3 separate regions of the Mus musculus genome follow, and regions 1 and 2 are each linked to region 3. Evidence: chromatin contacts called from public HiChIP or PLAC-seq and promoter capture Hi-C data. All regions are on one chromosome and are shown on one strand. The core of a region is the stretch at or near the end of the contact, and the rest is flanking DNA. Distances in the headings are between cores, read along the strand shown.

The links. Promoter capture Hi-C pulls out the DNA fragments that hold promoters and counts their contacts. HiChIP or PLAC-seq counts read pairs in DNA pulled down with a chosen protein or histone mark.
Region 1: an H3K27ac HiChIP or PLAC-seq map of embryonic stem cells shows a contact between it and region 3, with 6 read pairs. The contact joins the enhancer-like site here to the promoter of Cwh43 in region 3. A contact is called at or near these places in 4 of 39 promoter capture datasets (embryonic stem cells, liver and stem cell-derived epiblast-like cells), 1 of 115 datasets of contacts at active chromatin or transcription factors (embryonic stem cells) and 1 of 9 other capture datasets (adipose tissue).
Region 2: a contact with region 3 is called in a promoter capture Hi-C map of hippocampal neurons, with 2.2 times the contacts expected there. The contact joins the enhancer-like site here to the promoter of Cwh43 in region 3. A contact is called at or near these places in 4 of 39 promoter capture datasets (hippocampal neurons, liver and stem cell-derived epiblast-like cells), 2 of 115 datasets of contacts at active chromatin or transcription factors (embryonic stem cells and pancreatic cancer cells) and 3 of 9 other capture datasets (adipose tissue, liver and pancreatic islet).

Annotation. Positions count from the first base shown.
Region 1 is chr5:73,207,554-73,212,195 of GRCm38.p6, reverse strand. All of the region lies in intron 2 of Fryl (FRY like transcription coactivator), which reads left to right. Among named protein-coding and RNA genes, the nearest start is that of Fryl, 47 kb to the left of the region's middle. Within about 2 kb of position 1,330, at least 72 of the 459 cell types and tissues checked have an H3K27ac peak or open chromatin away from gene starts, as enhancers often do. A contact at or near this core is called in adipose tissue and embryonic stem cells, where this site is marked.
Region 2 is chr5:73,584,045-73,588,456 of GRCm38.p6, reverse strand. No RefSeq gene overlaps it. Among named protein-coding and RNA genes, the nearest start is that of Lrrc66, 46 kb to the left of the region's middle. Within about 2 kb of position 2,551, at least 27 of the 459 cell types and tissues checked have an H3K27ac peak or open chromatin away from gene starts, as enhancers often do. A contact at or near this core is called in hippocampal neurons, where this site is marked.
Region 3 is chr5:73,404,282-73,408,624 of GRCm38.p6, reverse strand. Cwh43 (cell wall biogenesis 43 C-terminal homolog) reads right to left here and starts at 2,547. Exons shown (of 16, transcript NM_181323.2): 1 at 2,221-2,547; 2 at 297-488. The coding sequence starts at 2,263.

The sequences.
Region 1 (4,642 bases), core at 81-2,580, 200 kb after region 3:
AGCCATAAGGACGGAGCGTATTGGCATGAACCTGTGCTTTTCCCGGCCCTAGGACGGCATCGGAAGGATCACCCTCCCGACTGATTTCTAGATTAACAGTGATCCTTTGCGTATTAGTAAGGCAGGTTTACTCGGCCCTCAAGCGGGATTTTGTTTGTATATCAGGGCCAGTCAGCAATGTTTCTTCTGTGACAAGATGGGACGGTTGCTCGTTAGTGATAGCCTGCAAAATGACTTTATTTTTTGTTTAAAAAGAAAAAACCCTTCTCGGTTTCTGCTCATTCACACCTTAGTCCTCTCCTTGTCTCCTTTCCCCCTCTTTCTTCTTCTGAATGAGTCTGCTGCTTTGACTGCATTGTCGTGTCTTAGTATTCCCTAACCGGGCCACTGATGACAGCTGTGTCTGATGAGGCCATTTTTCTGGACTCATAATGGAAATTTTTTTTGTTGAGGGGTGACGTTTGCTGATTTTCTTTTACGTAAGAGTTTTCAGATATTAACCTTTTCGTTGCTTTGGCCTACCTATTGAATTAAAGAACTGCTTTTTGTCTGTTAGTCTTTCTGGATGTAATGAAGGGGATGTGTGGTTATGAAAATTTTGGTTCCTTACCAGATGGGTTTATTTTTGGGATCTGAGATGTAGGAAAGCAGAAACCTTTTAAACCCTTTAAAAAAGCAAAAGGACATATTACAGTGTTTTAAACATTCTGACGTTAGCAGTAGTATCTTGCTTATATTAAGGTCAAACATTATAATGGAAGTTTTATAATGAACTTTGCTTAAGATGAAATTAGGATTTTTGAGACTTAGCTTCTGGGAATAGGATTTTAGAGTTTTCAAAAATGATTTTGAAACATTAGGTGTCCATAGGTAAGAAACAAATTCCCATGTGCTGCTGATCCCCACTAATATTGCTTATGGTTTAGAGTGATAAAGGAAGTTTTTCTTTAGAAAATGGCAAGTCTACAAAGCTGACAAATGCTGTGTAGCTCCTGGTTCGATGGGTTTGTAAAGGCTTCACGAGTAAGATCAACGAGATTGCACTCCAGGTAGGGCTTGTGTAACTGGCAGCCATGCCGAAGAAACCTGCCAAGGTGGGAGACATGAGTCAGGTCCTCCCTTGGCCCTCTCCAAGTCTCCTCTCTGCCCCCCATTTATAGAGCCACACCCGAATTAGTTTTTAGTACAATCACAGTGTGACTTCAGAAGCACGGCCTATTAAAAAGATGGCTTTTGTTTCTTGTTTTCCCAACAACCTCATTTACACATTGTAGAATGTTCTCCCACAGCGAGGTCTAGAAGGATGGTCTGAGAACCGGGTGAGTCATACACTCCAGGGCACACTCTGCAGGGAGACCCCAGTTCTAGTTTCACATTTGCCTGCCCTCCGTGTAGGGTGTGGCTTGATGGTCGGATGGGCTGCTCCCATGCTCTCCTCTGCTCCTGGCGCCCAGTTTCCAGAAGGCCTCAACAGCATTGCTTTACGGCTCACATTTCTCCAATACATCTTCCAGTTAATATTTAATTTTGCCTACTGATTCCAGGGTATGTCAAAATCCTCAGTGAGAAGAGCAACGTAAGCCCAGAAGTGAAGCTGGTCCAGAGACCACACTCGAGGCGTTTATTCAGATGACTGAATTTTAGGACACTGAGCCAAGGACCAAATAGTGTCTCAACACTGAGCGTGGAGTAAGGCAGAGGGGTCCACAGAAGATGACTCGAGTGGACAGGTTTTCATATAAGCCACAGCGACGACAGCTGATCCCTCCAGGGCTAGCCAGGCCCACCCTCCAAGGTGGACGCAGCCGACGTGTGGACAGTCACGGTGTTGAGGCTGTTAGTGGCCTTCTTCAGAAAGCATGTGCTGTAGACTGGAGCTCACATTTAAGAATCATGGCTGAAATGCCACGGCCGCTTCCCTTCATGACAACGTTGGTCCACCAGACTTGAATAATTAGATCTCAACAACAAGGATTGGATTTAGTCTGTGAAATATAAAGTCATCTCTGACTCGCCGGTCACAGCATGGGTTCTTTTAGTTTCTTTGGTTTTGAGAGTTCTGATCACACGAGAACGTATTGGGGTCACAGAATGTGATGTAAATCCACCCAGCAGCGTATTCTGTTAAGAGAGCCAGACGTTCAGTATTTCAGGGTCATTCACCAGTGTTCTTTCTCTCAGTTCCCCTGTCTGTAAAGTTGAACATGTGCAAAGGTTGTGGTTAGCTGGATTAAAATGAAGGCGTGCGTGTGGAGCGCCAGCCGCAGCTCGTCCCGCCTAGTGGGCTGTCGGTGACAGGTGCTGGTTTTCTTGTTGTGCTCTTAATTAGCTTGAATTTCTAGGGTGTCATTTCTTAGGGTGCAGTGAACCAACTCTGAATTCTCCACTCCTGTATTTGTAGCTTTCTTAGACCAAAGTTAGCCACCGTGAAGGGCGGAGTCGGAGGGGTGTTGCTGACTTCCATTCAGGGGTGGGGTGGGGGTTCTCCCAGTTACGGGTTGTGCTCTGTAAGAGGAGAATTCAGTTTTGTGGCATGTTTTTTTTTTTTTTTTTTTTTTTTCTCTATATGGTCAAATGTAGTGACCAAATCAACTCGGAATGTTTTGTTACTAACTTTGAAATTCGTTATTTTCTGTGTAGGGGATGTTGATCTGAATAAATTACTGATTATCTTTTACAAATTTCTAGGGAGGAACCGCTAATCTGTACTCAGCACAATCCTTTCTTTCATAAACGTGGGGAGGAGGCAGCAGCACACAGCCACTTCAGAGGGCAGAGCCAACAGTCGTTATGTAACCTGGGTACATGATAGCCTCTGGCTCTAGGTCCAGGCACCCTGGGGGGCTGTGCTGGGGAGACTTACAGTGAGGTGGTACTGTTTATTGAGCTTGACTATGTAACTTAAAAGGCCTTTAAAGAATCAGCCTCTTGGAGTGGGAGATGAATGTGGGAGGAGTTAAGGGAAGGACTGGGAAGCGAATACGGTCAAAATTAATTGTATGCATCTGTGAACTCTTCAAGGACTTGAAGAATTAGTCTCATCCTCAGCTCTGCACACAGAAGCAAGAAGCATTTGGAGCTCTAAGTTGTTTCCGAAGTTAGTCTCTGTGTGGAGAAGGCTGTCTCCTCTCAAAGACTTCTGCCAGAGCGCCTAAAACACATGCCTATCGATCTTTTGTCCGTAGACCCCTTGAAGGTGGCTCCTGCCGCTAACTGGCACTCATTGTATAGATTCTGGGAGCTCTGTTGGAGAGACACACTGCTCCTGGCTGGTGGGAAGGCCACAGCAGTAGGCAGTTTAGAGATGTCCTTAAGAAGAAGACAGATTCTCAGGCAGCCTGTTTGACCTTGATGTGGCCAGGGATGACGGAGTCCCAAGTCTCCACCTCTCAGATGCTGGTTTGTGTGTGGGTACCAACATGTGTGGTCCTGGGGATCAAATCAAGCTAGGGACTCTGTGCGTTCTGGCAAGTGTTCTGCCAACGGAGCTATATTCCCAGCTGTGAAGATACATTTCTGCTTTAACAACCCTTGATATCTAACACTCCCTCCACCTCCCTACCCCCACACTCACCATCTATAGGGCATCCTGTTATTCTCCCCTCCCCTCCCCTCCCCTCCCCTCCCCTCCCCTCCCCTCCCCTCCCCTCCCCTCCCCTCCCGTCCTTCTTTCATTCTTTCACCAATGCAAACTTTTTATTTGTTTATTTATTTTTTATTTATTATTTTTTTTTTCGAGACAGGGTTTCTCTGTGTAGTCCTGGCTGTCCTGGAACTCACTTTGTAGACCAGGCTGACCTCAAACCCACAGAGATCCACCTGCTTCTGGCTCCTGCTGGGATCAGAGGTATGCACTCAGCAATAGTCTATGACTTAAAAGCCTGTTTTGGTTAGGAGCAGCAATTCACATTTAGAAAGGGAGACTGAGTCCGATCAGGGCTTTAGAGTTGCCCCCATAAAATTAATGTTTGGAAATTGCAGAAACATCTTCACTTGAAGACCAGAAGTCACATTTTTTTGGGGGGTGGTGGTGGTAAAATTCTAGATGTTTTCCAGGCAGTTTAATGTAAAATGTCAAGGTCACAGAAAAGGTTATAGAAAAGTAAATTTGTGTTGTAATTTTCAGGAGGTGATATGAAATGTTGTGTTCATATTTTTATACAATCACAAAACTACAAGGAATAGCCTTATTGTTCTTATCAAACATGATTGTGGATACAAATCAAGAACTCTTAAGTAGAGTTCCCTGTCCCTATGCAAATTAGCCCATAAGTGTACTGGCTAGTTTTGTGTCAACTTGACACAGCTGGAGTTATCACAGAGAAAGGAGCTTCAGTTGGGGAAATGCCTCCATGAAATCCAACTGTAAGGCATTTTCTCAACTAGTGATCAAGGGGGAAAGGCCCCTTGTGGGTGGAACCATCCCTGGCTGGTAGTCTTGGTTCTGTAAGAGAGCAGGCTGAGCAAGCCAGTAAGTAACATTTCTCCATGGCCTCTGCATCAGCTCCTGCTTCCTGACCTGTTTGAGTTCCAGTCCTGACTTCCTTGGTGATGAACAGCAGTATGGAAGTGTAAGCCGAATAAACCCTTTCCTCCCCAACTTGCTGCTTGGGCATGATGTTTGTGCAGGAATAGAAACCCT
Region 2 (4,412 bases), core at 1,302-3,801, 180 kb before region 3:
ATGCCCCTCAACAGAGGAATGGATACAGAAAATGTGGTACATTTACACAATGGAATACTACTCAGCTATTTAAAAAAATGAATTTATGAAATTCCTAGGCAAATGGATGGACCTGGAGGGTATCATCCTGAGTGAAGTAACCCAATCACAAAGGAACTCGAACAATATGTACTCACTGATAAGTGGATAATAGCCCAGAAACTTAGGATACCCAAGATATAAGATACAACTTGCCAAACGCATGAAATTCAAGAAGAACGAAGACCAAAGTGTGGACACTTTACCCTTTCTTAGAAATGGGAACAAAACACCCATAGAAGGAGTTACAGAGACAAAATTTGGAGCTGTGACGAAAGGATGGACCATCTAGTGACTGCCATATGCAGGGATCCATCCCATAATCAGCTTCCAAATGCTAACACCATTGCATACACTAGCAAGATTTCGCTGAAAGGACCCAGTTATAGCTCTCTATTGTGAGACTATGCCGGGGCCTAGCAAACACAGAAGTGGATGATCACAGTCAGCTATTGGATGGGTCACACGGCCCCTAATGGAGGAGCTAGAGAAATTACCCAAGGAGCTATAGGGAACTGCAACCCTATAGGTGGAACAACAATATGAACTAACCAGTACCCGGGAGCTCTTGTCTTTAGCTGCATATGTATCAAAAGATGGCCTAGTCGGCCATCACTGCAAAGAGAGGCCCATTGGACTTGCAAACTTTATATGCCCCAGTACAGGGGAACGCCAGGGCCAAAAAGGGGGAGTGGGTGGGTAGGGGATTGGGGGGGTGGGTATGGGGGACCTTTGGGATAGCATTGAAAATGTAAATGAGGAAAATACCTAATAAAAAAAATAAAAATTTAAAAAATAAATAAATAAATAAACCCAAGTGTAAATATTGCTGTCATTTTTTATATCTCAGTAATGAATTTTCTACCTATGTGCACCTATTAAGAAAACCTAGAGTTACACCTTCACTAACTGTGAATGCATTGTGATAAAATACTACTTATATTCTGAGATCTGAAACTCTTGCTGGACTGCACTGCCAGAGTTAATAATACACCTTGAAGTCACTTAAGATTGCTCTTCTACTGTGTAATCGGCCTGTTTGTTTGATCTTCCTTGAAGAGAACGAAGGAACAATCAGTATTTCTTGCCCTGAATTCCCCATGTTATCGACTTTTACAACCTAAGCTAATGCCTAGCTGCAATCTTATATCATGTGTGATTCTTTGCCTCTGAACCAAAAGTAATGCATGTGTGTTTGAATCAGTGTTATGATCACCATTTGCTAAAAACAGCAAATATAGGTTGAAAACAATCTTGTAAAATAAATACCCACCGTAAATGCTGAGTGCAACATTCGGGCATTTCCTGATAAGCAGTTATGTCTGTGTATTGTTTGTTGCTTACTACGTCAATTGGAGTCAGTAACTGAATCCCTTTTGTTTTTTTTGTTTTGTTTTTAAATCTTTTAAATATTTCTGGAAATTATTCTGCATCCTTTCCTTATGCACAGCTTTCTGTACTCTCCAATAAAATAAAGAACAAAGGCCTTTGTTAGTGACAGACACACAGGGACAAAGCCTCTCAACAGCCTTTAGGCAGACACAGATTCAGACTAATAACCAACAGCCAGGGATGAGAGCAGACACAGGGAGAGCAAAACGAATATTCAAATCTCGGCTCCCCTTGACACTAAGCGGAAGCACTTTGATTTATTTCCTTAATGTGACACTAATGCATTATTGGTGACTCCATTTATTATAAATGTGTTCAAAGTGACCACAACTGACCACGTAATTTTTTTTTTAAGATATAACCAGTGTGTAGCTGGTGATGAAAGAAAGTCAGGTCTCCGGCACTGGAAAGCTAGCTAGGCACTCTGAGTGACATGCTCTGGAATGGAGACAGATTTTATATCTTTTTATTAACATTTTTCCCCCAGAACTTATTTTCTTCTCTTTAAATATATTTTTCTGCCTCTGAAAAAAAAAGTATTTATATTTTCTCTATTTTGTCATCTGTGCCTAAGACAGGGTCTTGCTACATAACCAGGATGGCTTTGATCTCACTATGTAGCACAAGCTTGCCTTGAATTGATGGCAATCCTTCTGCCTCAGCGTTCTGAGTTCTGGGGTTAAAAGCATAAACAGCCACTCCTGGTTCATAAATTTGCATATGATAAATGTCATATACACTCATTGGATACTGACAGAAGATGTTCATAACACTGAGAAAACTAGGTGAAGACATAAACTGTCAAATGTTTTCCATCCAAAACAATATTATTTCTAGATGTTTCCAGATTCTTTGGACACCTTATCAGTATGATAATTCCCTCAATATCAACTCAAGTCTGTTTATCACATTGCCTGGGTGCCCTCCTTCAGCAATTAAGAAGTCAAGTTCTGATACTAGTCAGTGGAAGGAGATGTGAGAATTATGCAGAATAAGAACACATTGCCTCTGCCTCTCTGTTTTCTGACTCTCCCATCTGTTCTTTCTCTCAGCTGATGGAGGACCTGAACTGACACCAGGGAGGCATAATTCTGGCTTGAAGCAACTCCCAGTGGAACAGTGAGATCAGTCTGAATTAACCCGCCATTAACAAGAACCTGTTCTCAAGAGGAGGAAGCTGGATCACAGACTGTCACATTTTGTGCCCGGGTCACCTAGTTAGCTCTTGTTTCCAACCAGAATTCCCTTGGAATACCTGGTGTCAAACGAATCCACCCTTTATCCTCACAACCATTGCCCTTATTGTTTGCCTGCCTGCTGGCTTTCTGCTTGATAGAGAACCCCAGCACAGGACGATTTTAAAAAGACCCTTTACAGGATGTCACAGCATGCTGCAGACACTCCTTCCTGGAATAAGCAGCTATCTGTGGTGGCAGATGGTCCTGATTGCTCCCTCACTGTGACAGACAGCTAAGTCTTGCAGGTGGATTTCATCTACAGTTCCCAGCCTAAACCATCATGTTCCTGCCTTCTGAGCTGACCTTGCAGAGCTTACCCACTTCAAATGCCAAGGCTTCTGCCTGCTCCTCCCGCTCCCTCCCCATCACTCCCCTCCAGATCCAGGGAGCCCTGTGGCTCACTCCCTCCTGCTTCCTGCAAGGAGCCCCCACTAGTTTTCCCCTAGGTTTTCCTGGACACAAACTCTACCAGGCAGCCGCCGCCATGAAGGGAGCATCAATTGGCCCTCCCCCATCTTTTAATTTTAGCAGCTCAAAGTGTATTTGTTCTGAAATTGTTAGTGTCTTTAGCAATTGCAAGGCAGCTAGTAGCAGCCCTTTTTTCTCTAACACCAGTCTGTCTGCCTCTTCATCCACATTTCTGCTGGCCCAGCAGGCCTTGCTCCCTTCCCAAGGAAAGTCTAAACAGATCAGAAGATGCTGAGACAGAAAAATGTTCCATTAATTTCTTCCTGTTTCCTGAGGGAGACATTTAGCTAACAGTTCTGGCTATAGCTATAATTCCTCTTCTTTCTTTTCTTTTCTCTTCTTTTCTTTTCTTTCTTTTTTTTTTTTAAATTCATGCCACCAGATTCAGGAAATAAAGATACAGGCTTCCCAGTTAAGTTTGCATTTCAAATAAACAATGCTTTTTTAATATTTAAGCATGTGCCACAAACGTTATATCATATGTTGCTTATTTGAAATTCAAACAGCTTTGTGGTCTGTATTTCATCTGGCAACCCTATTTTAATATTCAAACAAACAAACTGGAAAAAGGACAACAAAACCCTTCCATGTGATGTGAGGAACATTTTCACAATTGCAGGAGGTAGAGGAAAAGCAAGAGCCATGAGCTTCCCTCCATGTAGCAAAGATGCAGCTGTCCATCTGTGTGTCAACTTGACACAGGCTGGAGCTATTGCAGAGAAAGGAGCCTCCCTTGAGGAAATGCCTCCATGAGATCCAACTGTAAGGCATTTTCTCAATTGGTGATCAAGGGTGAGAGGGTCCATTGTGGGTGGTGCCATCCCTGGGCTGGTAGCCCTGGGTTCTATAAGAAAGCAAGCTGAGCAAGCCAGGGGAAGCAATGCAGTAAGCAGCATTCCTCCATGGCCTCTGCATCAGATCCTGCTTCCTGACCTGCTTGAGTTCCAGTCCTGACTTCCTTTGGTGATGAACAGCAATGTGGAAATGTAAGCTGATTAAACCCTTTCCTCCCCAACTTGCTTCTTGGCCATGATTTTTTGTGCAGGACTAGAAACCCTGACTAAGACAATCTGCATGTGCCATTGATAGAACCTAGTGGGGAAACCCCCACTCAATTCCCGATTTGGCAGGCACCCAAAGAATCACGAAAAGGCCTTGATGTAATTACACGAGGTGGTTTAATGATGGAGCTCCGGGCCAACATGCATCCCACACAGAAGATAACAGATGTCAGCC
Region 3 (4,343 bases), core at 1,298-3,797:
TTTGGGGGGACTGGAGAGATGGCTCAGCGGTTAAGAGCACTGACTGCTCTTCCAGAGGTCCTGAGTTCAATTCCAAGCAACCACGTGATGACTCACAACCATGTGGAACAAGACCTGATTCCCTCCGTCTAGTGTCTGAAGACAGCTACAGTGTACTTACATATAATAAATAAAATAGAATCTTAAAAGAGGAAAGAAACTGGTAACTTCTGAAAGGCAACAGTTCCTCGGTCAATGAAAGGTCTACACCATTTTCTTTTTGACTAACAGAAGAATCTCAGACACTGAAACCTTACCTACAGTGACGATCCTCAGCAGAGAGAGTGTCCACTTCTTATTGACGAGTTTCCAGAGTGGGGGAATTGTTAAGAGTATCGGAGAGAGAAAGGCTACACAAAAGAATTCCAGCCCTGTGAGCTCCAGCGTTTGCAGGGGAAAATAATAGATCATGGGGCTCAGTCCGTGGTAGAGAGACCAGGAGACGTAGCCTAGGAAAAGCGTTTAAGAGAGAATGTGAGTCTGGCGGAGTTCCTGACTATACAGCCTGACACTCCACTCAGCTCTGAATGTCCTGCCTCTGGCACCAACTGGGTTGTTTTAAGGATTTAGTTCCTGGGGCTGGAGAGATGGTTCAGTGGGTAAGAGCACTGACTGTTCATCCAAAGGTCCTGAGTTCAAATCCCAGCAACCACATGGTATGAGAGAGAGAGAGAGAGAGAGAGAGAGAGAGAGAGAGAGAGAGAGACTGATTTAGTTCCCTCCCCAGCAGGCAGGGTGGAGGACAGAGAGACTTAGTTCCCTCCCCAGCAGGCAGGATGGAGGACAGACAGGCTGTTGTGAGTCTGTCACCACCTCATCTCCCATAATTATGTAGTCAGAAAACCGTGTCTATACCTGTTGATGGTCCCTTTAATAAGATAGCATAGGCTGTACCATCAGAGAAGGAAACCCGCTTCCTGTCAGGATTCTGATTGATAAAATACTCTCACCTAATTTGTCCCATACATATGTCTGACATACATATGTCATAAAACTAAAGAAGCAGTGTTCCCTCCACCCTACCCCAACTTACAGCCTCGAGCCCTTTAGTTAAGCAACAGACTTTACTTGTGAGTAGACCATCATAAAACTCCCTCACTGGGCAGGGCTGGGGAGTGAAACAGGGCACAGGCTGTGTGATCTTAGACAATAATGATAATTAAGGCAGCGGCGTTTGCCCTGTGCCAGGCTGAGCTGGGTTTTAACCAGATAACTTTATTCCTCATATAATCCACATCCTAGGAGGTAAATGTATACACCTTATTCCCTCCCCCCCCCCCCCAAAGCTGAAACAGTTGGGGCAAACCAACAATGCAAACCTCTGAGAACCGGAAAGTTCAGTGATTGCCTGGCTTGCCCCAGGACTAAATATCACAGGGAGCTTAGACCTCAGCGGTGCACTTAACTTTCTCCCAAGTCCCTTTGCAGGCCACCTCACAGTTCTCAGAATGAGATCAAGCCTCCTGGAGGAACGCAGAGTGACTCACTTCACACCTCCCAGTTTACTAGGCACCGATGGAAGGCAGGAAAAAAAAATGAGAGTTTCAATCCCTCCTGAGACAAGACTGCCCATAGAAACTCTCGTTCTCAGGAGAGCGCCCTCCACAGGCCCAAAAGATGCTTGCTTCCAAATGAACTGCAGGACTAAGCCATTTCCCAAGTTTACCTTTTAAAGTACATTAAACTCAAAGTTTAAGTATACATCTCCCATAGAACCAGAATACTAAATCCTTGCTACTTTGTGCTAAATGAGCCCAGGAGACTAGAAGCAGGCACGTTTTTTGGCAAAAACACTAATATACTCGCAGCTACCAAGCAAGATCGCTCAAACAGGGAGGCAGAGCCAAAGACAGTTGCCCTGGGCGCTCACCTACAGGTGACCTTTCCTTGGGAAAGCTAAGTCCATACTAAACTGTATTGAGGTAGACTTGAAGGTCACGGTCCAGGGCTGCACGAGATCAACGCAGACACAGGGAGAATTCTCCATGCAACCCCAGGGCGGCGCGGGAGCTGCCGAACCCGGGCCAGGGAACCTCTATCTGGTCTGGTCTCCTTCGCTTCCATCCAGGGTGGAAGATAAGATAAGCATCTCCATTCCCGGAGCCCGGCCTCTTCTCCCGGCTCTGTCACCCCGGCGGGGAACAAGCCCAGCCAGTTTGCGCCAGGACAGCCTCGACTTACCCAGCAAGGTCTCCAGGGCAATTGCTCTCCACAGGCCTGGCATGACTGCGACCACCCGGAAAGCCGAGAGGACCGTTCCCTCGCCCCGCGTGCGCCCCGCGCTTCCTGCGGGGTCCGCCCGGTCTGCCTGCTCGGTGTCCCCGAGTAGCTCGCGGGTCTGAGGCGGCAGCAGGAGTCCTGGCAGGGTGCGGCACCTCCTCCCTGGCACACCTGCGCGCCGCCCCGCCCGACGCCACCCATGCCTTCAGCGCTGCTGGGGACATGCCACCCTAGTGCAGCCTGCGTTCTCCAAACCTGCCACCCAGCCCGAATGAAGTCTGCAGGCTCCCATCCCACCCTCTACCCGCTAAGAGAGAACACATGGAAGATGGAGCCACCCCTTCCCCGCCCCCGGAGGAAGGGAACAACCCAAACAGGCGATGCCATCATTTAATTTAAGTCCACGCAGAGAGGTTTGTAGAGTGCTTGCCTCAAATGCACCCGACTTTGGGTTCATCCTCTGTGCTGCATAGACATGCTGTGGTGGTGCATACTTAAATCCCCAGCATTTAGGAACTGGAGACCAGAGAATCGGGGTGAGCAGGTTGGATTCCCAGATGCTGGGGCTTGAGTCTGAGAAGAGAGCTGGAGACTCGCTCTGAAGCAGGGAGTAATGGGAGCCTCCATCTTCAGTCCAAGGTGACTTCACACCTACCCCTTACCTTTTTTTTTTTTTTTTTTTTTTTTGCTTTGGTAGTAAACACAACTCAGGAACTGTCAGTGTCATCTCAAAAACCAACAGAAGTGGGGGAGCTTGTAAATATCAGAGTGGAGAAAAACCGTGGTGGCGCACGCCTTTAATCCCAGCACTCGGGAGGCAGAGGCAGGCAGATTTCTGAGTTCGAGGCCAGCCTGGTCTACAAAGTGAGGTCCAGGACAGCCAGGGCTATACAGAGAAACCCTGTCTCAAAAACCAAAAAACAAAACAAAACAAAACAAAAAACCAAAAAAAAAAAAAAAACCAAAGTAAATATCAGAGTGAACTATGGTGGGGGTGCCTAAATTTTAAGAAATAGCTCAAAATGCTCGTGGTTACAAATCCACAGCAGCCTTGAACTAAGAGTTCCTGGTCGCTTTTTGAGCACAGAGACAGATGGATACTTTTACAGAATAAAACAGACCCTCTAGAACCCTATCACCTGACATCAAGTGATTTTTTTTTTTTAAATAACCTTAACAAGACAGTTACACAGGACAAGGAAAACTTTTCCCAGCAAATGACCACAGGAAAAATTAACTACCCAAGTGGGAAAGGATCAAGTCGAAGCCCTACTCCACACAAGTTCGAGCACCAACTCAAAGAGGCTCTGTAGTTGTTTGAATGAAAACGTTCCCCCCAATCACAGATATTTGAATACTTGGTCACCAGTGGGTGGCGCTGTTTTGGGAGATGGTACAGCCTTCCTGGGGGGAAGAGCATCACTGGGGGTGGGCATCTCCAGACATGCAGATTGCTCTCTCTGCTTCATGATTTCTGTTGAAGATGTGCTCTCTGCGGTTTTCACTCTGGCTTCCCCGCCACAAGTCCTCCTTTGATGGGCTCTCACTCTGGAACTGCAAACCCAAATAAACTCTTCCTTGACTGTTTCCGTGATGTTCTATCACAGCAACAGAAGCACAAACTAATACAAAGATCAGAAGACTACATCAAGCCGTGGATGCTTTTAAAGAAAAAAATATCGAAAGAAAGAGAATAGATCTTCGTGGTTTTAACTCTTGGCAATAGATTCTCAGTCCAGCATCAAAAGCGTAAGAGACAAGAGAGAAATGATACATAAACGGATGTCCTCTGAGATTAAAAGCTTTCAGCCAGGTGCAGCAGCGTGCCCCTATGGTGGGGGGAGGAGGTAGCTAGGGAGGCTGAAGGGAAGATCATTAGCCCAGGAGGTCTGAGCCTGCCTTTGCAACAAAGCAAACCTTCATCTCAAAAATAAACAAAAATGAACCAAGAAAAAAAATGGAAATATTTTTGCTTCAAAAGACTGAAAAGAGGGCTGGTGAGAGTGCTCAGTAGATAAAGGTTCTTGCCACTAGGTTTGACGGCCTGAGGCCATCTTTGGGATCCACATCATTGAAAAGGAAAC